2 separate regions of the Hermetia illucens genome follow, and region 1 is linked to region 2. Evidence: chromatin contacts called from public Hi-C data. All regions are on one chromosome and are shown on one strand. Each heading gives the region's core, a stretch centred on a gene start, on an enhancer-like site or on the middle of the called end of the contact. The rest is flanking DNA. Distances are from core to core; before and after follow the strand shown.

Region 1 (5,238 bases), core at 164-2,663, 190 kb before region 2:
ACGCTTCTCTGGAACTTTCTCCACGGGTGCAACCCCAGATCGATCGGGGATATCCTCATATTGCATGTGATCAAGGTGTGTTACGCCACAGGTCTAACGCATCATCTTCGCCTCTATTACCGTGTCTACGGTTACCATCTTTTATAGTCGGTCAACACTCAGAACCATAGAAGGCGACAAGACGGACGAATCTGAAGTAAATTTTAGACTCGCCACAGAACTATGCTCATAAAACGACTAATTTTAAAAAAAATCCAACGCATAAGATCAATAAAAATCTATTTTTATTACAAAAGATAATCCTCATAATATCTCGTAACATCAATATCGTAAGCTAAAACAGTAGAGAGTGAAGTGAAGAAAGAAAAATTCAATGATCATGAACAACTAGCTCCTACGCCGGCCATGGTGCGTTCGGTGGTGGATGAGTTTCTGCAGGTACCGCTCCCATTCTGCACTAAAACGTACATAGACCTGCATGCAGGCGCGCGCGTCCTCCACGGAACTGTGCTCGCCGCCTTGAATGTCCATTCCCAGTATCGCCTTGGCCAACCGCTTCAGGCTCGGAGTGGCTCCGTTCGACACAAGCTTAGCGAGCGGCCGGTACTTAGCTGTGTCCCGGATGTGTTGGTACGGATGCTTGATTCGCAGGACGGCCAGGTCGTTCTTCACCGAGTGGCCGACAAGCACTTTGTCGCGCAGCATCTGCTTCACCTCCTGTTGCACCTTCTCGAACTCCTCGCCGTTCTCCATGTTATGAGGACGAATGCCGCTCACTTTTGTCCGGTAGTCGACCACCTCCTCTTGCGCTTGGACGTACTTATCCATGAGCACTTCGCCGTTTTGGTTGACTATGGACACCCGCGCCAGCATATCGTCCTGACCGTTCGGTCCGATGCCGACCATTTCGCAATCCATCGCTACAAACTTGGTCCATTTCGCCGATCTCTTCGGTTTGTCCTTTTTCCTTTTGTTTTGTGGTTTCTCGTCTTGGTCGGTGGCGGTTGGTTTTTTGTTGGCTTCGGGAGCGTTATCCCAGTTCGAACCCGCCATGCGTCGACATAAAATCGAGATAGCGTTTCCGCTACTTGACTTCTGTGGAGATCCCGTTTTCTGCTTGCTGGAGTTGTTTGAGTTTGTCCCGGTTGAACCCTTTTCGGGCGCGCTCTTCGTCTCACCCTTCATCATGGCGTAACCAGTAAACTTGAAAACCAGCCAGACAGTAACAATTGCAAATGCGAACTGAAGCATCGAGTCCCCGACGACAATTTGCCGTTTCCATTCAGTTGTCCGAGTGAAAAATGTATTTAAAATTCGATGACATTCCAGGAAAAATCGCTCCGTACTGCGATCAGATGTTCGCGGGTCGAGTGGAAAAACTCTCGTGGTACGAAGTGTCAGATTGACTGTCAAACGGAATGTCAAAGCGGTTGGGTGTCTTCTTCGTGGTAGAGAGGCGAATACATTCGGAAAGTGTCGGATGGCCGCTGGCTGGAAAGATGGCGCGACGGTAGGTTGGAGGACAATTGCACAAAACACTTCATGAGTTTTTCCATGGAATTCGGAGTTCAGTCGAGTTTATGATGTACTGAGGTTGGGAGTGTCGTATTTCGCGCCGCCCGTGTTTACGTCGCGTCGCTACTAACTGTTTTGTCGACTGTGCTCGTGTCCCCGCAATTGCTTTTGGATTTTATTTATTTTCGCTGTGCCCGAGGATTCCCCCATTTCTGCAGAACATCCCCCGGAAACGTCCCCTGAAAGTCCAGTGAAAAAACGCGGAAAACCTGTTGCATTTTTTCGTTCCGCTTCCAGTTCTGTTTGTGTCCCTTTTGTGTGTTGTGGAATATAACGAGCTCGTCCGCGAAAGTCTGCAGTTGAGGAGGAACCGAGTCTGTGGCCGCCATCCGAGCCTAGTTTTGCTGGAAATTCGAATCCTAATCGGAAATTCGTCAAAAGTTGTCGAACTCCTCGCCTGCAAACGGCCTGAAAGGGTGCCTCGCGCGAAAGAGACAGTCGCACGCCCCCTCGTTGCAGCTTGACAAGAAGTCGATTGCACTCGTCTCCGGCGACGGGCGCGGAATGCATCATTCCGTCGCTTTGTTGTTCTTGCGTCCCACTCTGGCGCGTGCCCGCAATTAGGTGGCGTCTCGGTCTCGCCTGAAAGGATTTCCACGGAGATTTGATGACCGCGCGCACGCACACAGCAGCAGCCCCGCGACGTCGGATGCAAGCGGAAGTTGTCGTGGACTTTCGAACGTGACCGGCGACCGGGTCCTTCCCATTTTGTGACAGTTGACAGGACGACGGGATGTCAGTTGTATTGCGGTCAGAGTGAACAAAAAGGAGCGTTTCGCAGCTTGTTGGAAAATTGTCTCGAAATTGTGTGTTACTGCGTCTACCGTGCGGTTCGAAATTGTCCTTTCGGCGTCCAATTCGTGGAATACGCTCGATGCTTTCGGCTTGAGCCCGGCGCAGAAATTGTTTCAGTTCGTCCGCGACAGTCACGACCTTTTTGTTTTTCAAGTGCGGCAGGTCGGCGACTGCCCGAACTTTCGTGAGAGTTGTGCAAGAAGTGCTAGGAAAATTGCAGTTTTGATCCGTCACGCGAAGGATATCGACTCCAAACTGATACCCTCAAGGGTCCCCCGTTCGCTTCTTCTGAAGACCAGCATCCCTGTCGCCAGCATCCGCGGCAGCCCCCGTTTCACCCCCGCCGTAACCAGTCCAATCTCTCAGTCTGTTTCGCAACAGGGAAACGTGGTCGTTCAACTCGTTCCGGTCCGCTCTGCCGGAGAACATCTTTGGACTGGAGCTCTTCGGCCTCCTGCACGAGCAACTGCTAAGTTGCACCCTTTGCTGCCGCCGTGCCCTGCGTCCCGGTGACGCCGTCGCCGCCGGCAGCAATAAAATGGGGGTAGCACGATCGCGTCCGCTCGGCACGGCGGCAGGGGATTCCGTGTCCGACGAGAATGGATCCATCCTGACGAGCGGCCTGCAACGGGGCAGCGGGCAATCGCCACTGTCGCCACAGAACTCGATCCTGTGGAAGCAGAACAATCATGTACGGCAGGCGAGCGTGCGGAGCAGATCGGCCCAGCCAATGCCTGATCCTAGCGAATTGGATCGACGTTTTGCGAAAGTTTTGGTAAGTGCTTGAGCCTTTTTTATTTTTAGTCAATGTGGGTCATGGAATTCTTCAGGCGATTTCATTGATTGCGAATTCAGTTATTTTTGTATCCTTGACTGATTTGGCGTTGACGTGATTTCAAAAATATTCTGAATTCTTCCTTTTTTCGGGAGAAGGGTAGGTGAATGCGTTTACGTTGGACTCTGGCAACAGCACGCTGTCGGACAACCAACTAAACACCTCCCTGTCATCAAAGAACTACCCTGGAACCATTTAACACATTAATTCGGGCTAGCCCTCCCGCTCTCCCGTCTTTGGGAGCCTTCAAGTCAGGGAATTCCTTTCAGCAACGGGAGGGGAGGGGAGCAAGGAGTTATCACTTCAGGGAACTCCTTAGCGTCCTATCCCTTCGCTGGTCGAGTTCAATGTTCTTCGCAATAAGAAGAACCCGAACACAATGCGCAATACGATTCCAGCTGCCAGCGCTCTTCAGCATCTCTCTGACAATGTTGTCTGGAGAGAGCTCCCCTGTGTCTGCATAAAGCTGCTGACGAAAGCCGTTCCACCTTGTTCAGCGTCATCTGCCACTCCATTGCAGAACACACAATCAGGAGATCGCGCCTTCCCAAGTCTGTGCAGGTAAGACAGGAAACCTCTACGCCCACTTAGAAGTTGGGTAAGGAAGTAATCAATCTCACCATGCGTTCGGTGCAATCACGGGTCTAATTTGCCGATGAGCCCCGTAGTCCATCTGCTCTTGGTTCATTTTGCCAAGAAAGTTGCCACTCGGTAAGGTTGCGTTGACGTTCTTAAGCTTAGGGCTCCTTGGCAAGGAAGGCAACGGGGATCACTCTCGCGATTACCATCACAGACGGTTCGGAGACGGTGTGATAAGCAGACGCCACTCGCAAAGCTACCCGCCTCTCGACTTGAGCAAGGATCTTACGACGCACCTCATTGTCAAGGGCATCAGCCCATACCTCCGCGTCATAGAGCAGAACCGACTGCGTTGCTCCCATAAGGAGATGTCTCCTAGTAGATGTAGGGCCCCGACATTCACGATTAGCCGACTCAAGGCCGCGGCTTCAGCTGCAGTCCTGTCTGCTGCTGCCTTGATTTACTCGAAGAAGCTCTTCTTCGAGTCGAGCATTAAACCAAAGTATTTAATCGCTGGTTTTGACTCTATAGTCAACTCGCCGATCGATAGGGGACGCAGGGCCGGAATTCTCCTTCTAGTCAAGATGACTAATTTTTTTTCTCCAGCGCAAGGCTGAAACCGTGAGCAGTCATCCATCCGCTTACCCGTCGCATCAATATGCCAAGTCTGCTTTGCACCTATTCAACAGTGCGTCCGGTAACAAGTGCCGCAACGTCGTCTGCATAACCGACCAGGCGCGACCCTTCGGGCATACCGAGTAATCTTATCATAAGAAGCGTTCCAGAGGTCTGGCCCTAGGATGGATCCCTGCGCTACTCCGGACGTGATTTTCATCCTCCTTTGGCCCTTTAGCGCCTCATACAGTAGGGAGCGGTCTTTCAGCTTGACACGTGAAATAAGTTTTTTAATGTGCCTAACATATCCGTCCATCTTGCAGAATTGAAGGCATTTCTGACATCAAGCGTTATGAGGAGCACTATCCGTCGAGATCGGCGACTGTGTACCTCGGCTCGATGAACCGCATCTACGACATCCATAATAGCATCTAACTGTTCTGAACCCGAACTGCCTTGGGGATAAGTCCAGTGATAAAGAAAAATGCCCTCCTTCAAGCAAGCGTTGAACGTTTCAAGCAGCAATTCTGGTCGTTGGCGGAACACCAGTTTGTAAACTTCCGCCGAGATGCCATCAGGGCCTGGCGCTTTCTTGTTTTTCATAGTGAGAACCGCTTCGAGCTTTCTCATTGTGAAAAGGGGGCAATCCTCGAAGCTTCCGGCGCTATCTACATCAACCTGTATAGGGTGTCTGGGGAACAATGCCCGCACAATGCGGTCCATCTGGTCGGTACTTAGTATGCAGGGTTCCCGATGTTGATCTTCGCGACATTCCACACGCAGGGGGAGCGTCGAGTTGGCGCTCGCCCGCAAGTAGCGTCAACCACTTCGAACGCGAT
Region 2 (5,138 bases), core at 740-3,239:
GATCCGAAGCAAAGCGTCAGCGACACATGTTGAATGTCAGATGCTTTGGCCGGCTTCTGATCTAAATCAAAAGTTAGAGGCTTGTGATCCGTAGTGAACGGCCTGCCTTCAAAGGAAAAACGGAAGTATTTGATGCTTCGATACGCGGCTAATAATTCATAGGCGCTGTAATTCGGTTGAGTGAGATTCAACTGTTTGTCGAAGTCATGGCCAACGCGACTCGCAATTCTCATTATTTTGGGATAAATAAAATAGCTTCAAAGACTTTGACTGCAATATTACCAAGACCGTTTTCGATATTGCTTACGATCCTTTTATTGTAAGCTGTTTTCTGGGATCTCCCTTTAATAATTTAATTATCCCCGGATCCATGGAATAATGTACGAAGGTCGTGTTGAGAGATAAGAAGACCATTTTTATTATATTTAAGCAGGCGCCCCTGGGGGTGGGAAGGGGGGATTCCCCCCGGGCCTGGAATTTTTTCGCATAACTTTCACCCAGGACCTGGATTTTTTCCAACAACGCACCAATGTTCCACACTTCTTCTTCAGTCCCAATGTTGATTATATCTTTCAAAATGGGAAAACTCACCTATGCTTATATGTTGCTGTTATATTTCTCCGGAAGCGATACCGTGGCTTTTTTAATTTTCCAATAACTGGGATCTTAGCTTTTTCCTTCACGCCTAAATTTGCTCTCACCAAAACGGTTTTAAATTGGTTAAATACCACTGGCAGTGCAATTTTCAGGAACTTTGGGCCAACATTTTTTAACCAATTCTCTCATATCTATATGAGAACAATTACTGGATCTTTACTAATTTCCCTGCAGTGATATTATTGCGTACACAAAAATCCTGAATCCAATAATGGGGGTATTTGACATCCATTTTGCTCAATTTAGTGGCGACTTTCTCTGCTTTTCAGCTTTTTATAAGCCCGACCACGTTAACTTGAAACGCAAAGATAAATCCCTCCATTTCAGCAAAATCTCCGCAGCACACAGCTAACTATTCGACAAATGGGAATCAACAAGCGGTTGCCAGAAGCAATTCTATTTTTACTGTGTTTTGCCTTCGATTTTTATTCATCAATCCGCTCTTGGTTTGTCTTCACCGGACTCAGAGAGTAGAAAGACCGAGCCTTTAGGTTAAATATAGTCAAGCTGCAATCTTGCTTACATACAATTGCATGCAAGGGATTTGCCTGTTCTTTGCTGTGAAAATTAGCATGTAGGGATCGACTTGGTGGTATTGTTATGCCCCAAGTTCAACCTACGTTGTCATGAAGGCAGAGCATCCTTAAAATCACCAACTTGGGCATGGGTTCCTTGCAGAATTCCTGGGTATTTGTAGAAGTCTGTCTTAGTCATAGCTTGGGTGTGAAGGTTACCAATGGTATATCTCACATGTGGATTGTGACCACTTCTGCGGATGGCTTGGATTCGACACTTGTCTAAACCAATTCCCGTCTGAATCAATATAACAACTAAAGAGATTTCTTTGCTTATCCTACAACTACCGAGCCGATAATAAGATGCTTTATGCAATCCCTTCATCCCATTCGGCAGTTTTTTGCTACTCGGACAGAATGCTGGTGGCCTTGAACGTTGCGGTTGCCTACAGCCATTCAGACTGAATCTATTCATCCCTCCTCTTTCCACAACCGGGCTTGGGACCGGATACAGCAGTTTTGCATTGAAGTAAATCTTCTTTTTCCCTTTTTTGAAGTTGGGATTCTCACGGATTTATTGCAGCAGACCGTTAAGTATATACTGGACTTGTGACGAAAGGCTTTTTTGACTCACTAGCCCAGCGTTAAGAGAAATGTGTGTTAGCAAAAACTTTTTTGTAGAAAAATGTCTCTGCAACGGATATTCTGACGTCATTCCTCTAATCGACTGCAGCGCCAAGCAATCTTAATGCAGCCATTTCTCCAACTACACATCCAAACACAGAACAGCTGCTAAGCGTCAATTGCGTGCGGAAGGACAGCTGATTGATAGCTGTCACGGTTCGTTTTGGCTTTGCACAATTTCGGCGAGTACTTTGCAGTAATTCGGGTGTTACGCGAATTGCGCGAGAAGGCACTTTGCCCCCAGCTTAAGATAAAATCGAGTCGGCTCCGGTTGCATTCTGAATCCGTTTTAATTCATGGTTTTGTGATCCGACAAAATGTTCCGCCGCACCTTCAAGCTCACGTACCGGCCGATGCGCAACAATTTTGTCCTTTTGCCGTCCAACTACTATGACTTGGTCTCCACATATGTAAGTGCTCCACGGGTCGTGTTGCGCACGCGAAGACAAGGACGCAGCCGAGTTGGGGAATTTGCGCGCGCGACAACTATTCATGGTCACTGGCTATTTTTAAATTATGCTGAGTCGCTTCTTTCTGTTTTTGTCTTTTACGCATTCTGGTGGGCTTTTGACGGCATTCTGGCAGGAGAACGGGTGTCTTAGTTTGTCATGTGGGAAGGTGCTTCACTACGTGACCTGGGCGCCACACGCAGGCCCCATGAAGGATACCGAGATCGGGATAAACGCCCGAGTGGCCAAGGAGATTGGTGGGTCTATTGAGGTGGAAATGGTGGGAGTTGTTAAAGGACGTTTTGATTGTGCTTGCAGGGCTCAAGGAGAATGACTTGGTGAAGGTGGCGCTTGTCGAGAGTATGCTTCCAATCAGATCCGTATTTGTAACGCCGGTCACGGCCAAGGATTGGGAAATTATTGTGAGTAGAGCAAAGCAAGCTCCGTGATGTACTTAACATTAATTTTTGTCCTCTAGGAGCTAAGTACGGAGCAAATCCAAACTACGTTACTGGAGCAAACTCGGGTGATCAATTCGACTCAAATTCTGGTTGTGTGGATAAATCGGTCGATGCAGGTTAACTTCACAGTAGGTACGTCGATTTGACTTTCGTTTCCTGTTCAACATTGGTAGGAAATGGTTAATGAGAAATTTAAGCTAGGGACGGCCAGAATAAACATCCGATCCCCGATTTAAATAATATTCTGGGAACCCGTTAACGAACCAAGAAAGGTCTCGAACTTATTTTTAATTTATTGCAGGCAGGAGGTGATTGCCGCAACCCCAGCTCTAGCTGGCCCGTTTAGATTCCCTTTTCACTCACTTGTGTGTTTAGGGCGTAACGGACTGAAGTCGTCAACGTCCATCGCTGGAGATTCTCAATGGGATACTAATCAATTCATCGTTGCCTTTCACTCTTTGGTGGAGTATAGCGTGTCATCGCTTGCGGTTACCTGAAATGCGATTCAGCACACCCCACGACTTCACGAGATGCCCGCACTCGTCCTCTACTGTTCTACGCCAAGTGCCTTTCGACCCTTCGAACGACTCACCCGCGGGCCATTTTGGGAGAATGGATCCCACTGCATGTCATAGTCCGCAATGCAATTGTTGCCTTCCTTCTGTCTTCTGATCACATCGCATACGAGTGCCAAGTTCTTCGTTTGAGATAGGGCCAGGCCACCGTACTCCGACAGGTATTGGCGAAAGCTTGGAGCTTTTGAGTAACATTGGAGTTCACTTTCCATGTGCTACAGAAAAAACACTAGCACAGAACAGTCTCAACTTGATCTTAGGATTTTAGTGTTGAGATAATTATATTGCCAGAATGAATCTAGCGCTGTTACTGCGTCGGGCAACATCCATCTGTCGGCAAAAACCACGCTACCTAGATATACAAATTGATCGACGTTTTCGATGCTCTGCTCATTTATGCGGCTAGGGAGAGTGCGATGATCCGTCAGACTGAGAATCTTCAGTCTTACTCTACTTGCCTCTCTTTCCAAATCCAGAACCATTTGGCCAAGGTCCATGACCCGGTGAGGGAGCAAACAGATGTCATCAGCGTAGTTGAGGTGTTTGAGGAAAGATGTCTTGGTTCATTGAATTCTTCTACGTCCTCCGGACAAGGCAACATGAAGAATGTCATCGATAACAAGAAGAAATAATATTGGCGACAGGATGCAACTCTGGCGGACTCCGCTTTGGACTTCAAAGTCCTCCGAGATTTTACCTCGGAGCAGGACGTGACATTTTGCACCATCTTATGTCGCTCTGATAATAGCTATTAGTTTCTCCAGAATACCCTTCCTGTGTACAGTACTACAGATACACTACCTGCTCACGCCATTAAAAGCTTTCTCGAAATCGATGAAGAGCAGGTGCCGCGCAGATCAAAATTCCGCGTACTATTCCAGAATGATCCATGGGATGTTGATGTGGTCAATGCAGTAAAATCCGGATAGGAAACTAGCCTGCTTTCTGTCGATCAAGCTTTCGAGGTGTTGTGCTATTTGCTTTGCGACGGCAGAAGCGAAGGTACCCCTCCAATTGTCACACTCAAAATGTGTGTCTTCTTTTAACGTTTTGTATAAAACAAAACCTTATCAAAAGCGGTTTACTGTCTGTCCGTCTGTCTGTTCGTCACACGCATTTTTCTCGGAGACTGTTGCAACGATTAACACCAAATTTGGTGGAAAGTTGAGAACTATGAACGCTCACGCATGCAGTGAGTTACATCCTTTTATGTCGAATTTAAGGGGGGGGTCCCCATATATGCAAAAAGCGGGTGTAATTTTTTTTCACCAAATATAGGCATGTGCGGTATCAGATGAAGTGTCTCGATTAGTGCTTTCCAAAACCGGTCTTAGTTTTAACATTTGTTGGAAAGGTGGCGAGTGCGGGTGGTCGAAAGCGATCATTTCTTTAACGGACCCATTCTCAGTAACTGTGGATCATCAACTTGTGCTCAAGGTATGGGGCAGCGAATCAATAAATGACGACTGGCAAAGGGGCATTATCTGTCTTATATATAAAAAGGGAGATATCACACTCTGCAGCAATTATAGAGGTGTCACATTGCTGAGTACCATCTATAAGATAATCTCCGCTATCTCGCTAGGCCCGATAGCCCCATACGCCCACAACATCATTGGCCCATACCAAAGAGGTTTCACTCCAGGCAAATCAGCAACACATCAGATTTTCTCTCTGCGGCAAGCGATGGAAAAACTGTTAGACTATGGACACCATTCATCGACTTTAAATCCGCCTATGATAGCATAGTCAGGGTAAAACTGTACACGGCCATGCGAGAATTCGATATCCCGACGA

The links. Hi-C and Micro-C count contacts between places; a contact is called where the count stands out from the background.
Region 1: a contact with region 2 is called in a Hi-C map of an unstated tissue, with 5 times the contacts expected there. The contact joins the promoter of LOC119647495 here to the promoter of LOC119649441 in region 2. A contact is called at or near these places in 2 of 2 Hi-C or Micro-C datasets (an unstated tissue and whole body).

What each region holds. Positions count from the first base shown.
Region 1 is chr2:33,437,436-33,442,673 of iHerIll2.2.curated.20191125, reverse strand. LOC119647495 (RNA exonuclease 4) reads right to left here and starts at 1,413. Exons shown (of 1, transcript XM_038048453.1): 1 at 263-1,413. The coding sequence starts at 1,251. The coding sequence ends at 388. LOC119647494 (formin-like protein) reads left to right here and starts at 1,463. Exons shown (of 9, transcript XM_038048452.1): 1 at 1,463-3,145. The coding sequence starts at 2,909.
Region 2 is chr2:33,248,649-33,253,786 of iHerIll2.2.curated.20191125, reverse strand. It overlaps LOC119649441 (peroxisome biogenesis factor 1), which reads left to right and starts at 1,989. Exons shown (of 12, transcript XM_038051591.1): 1 at 1,989-2,266; 2 at 2,442-2,562; 3 at 2,624-2,727; 4 at 2,784-2,898. The coding sequence starts at 2,174.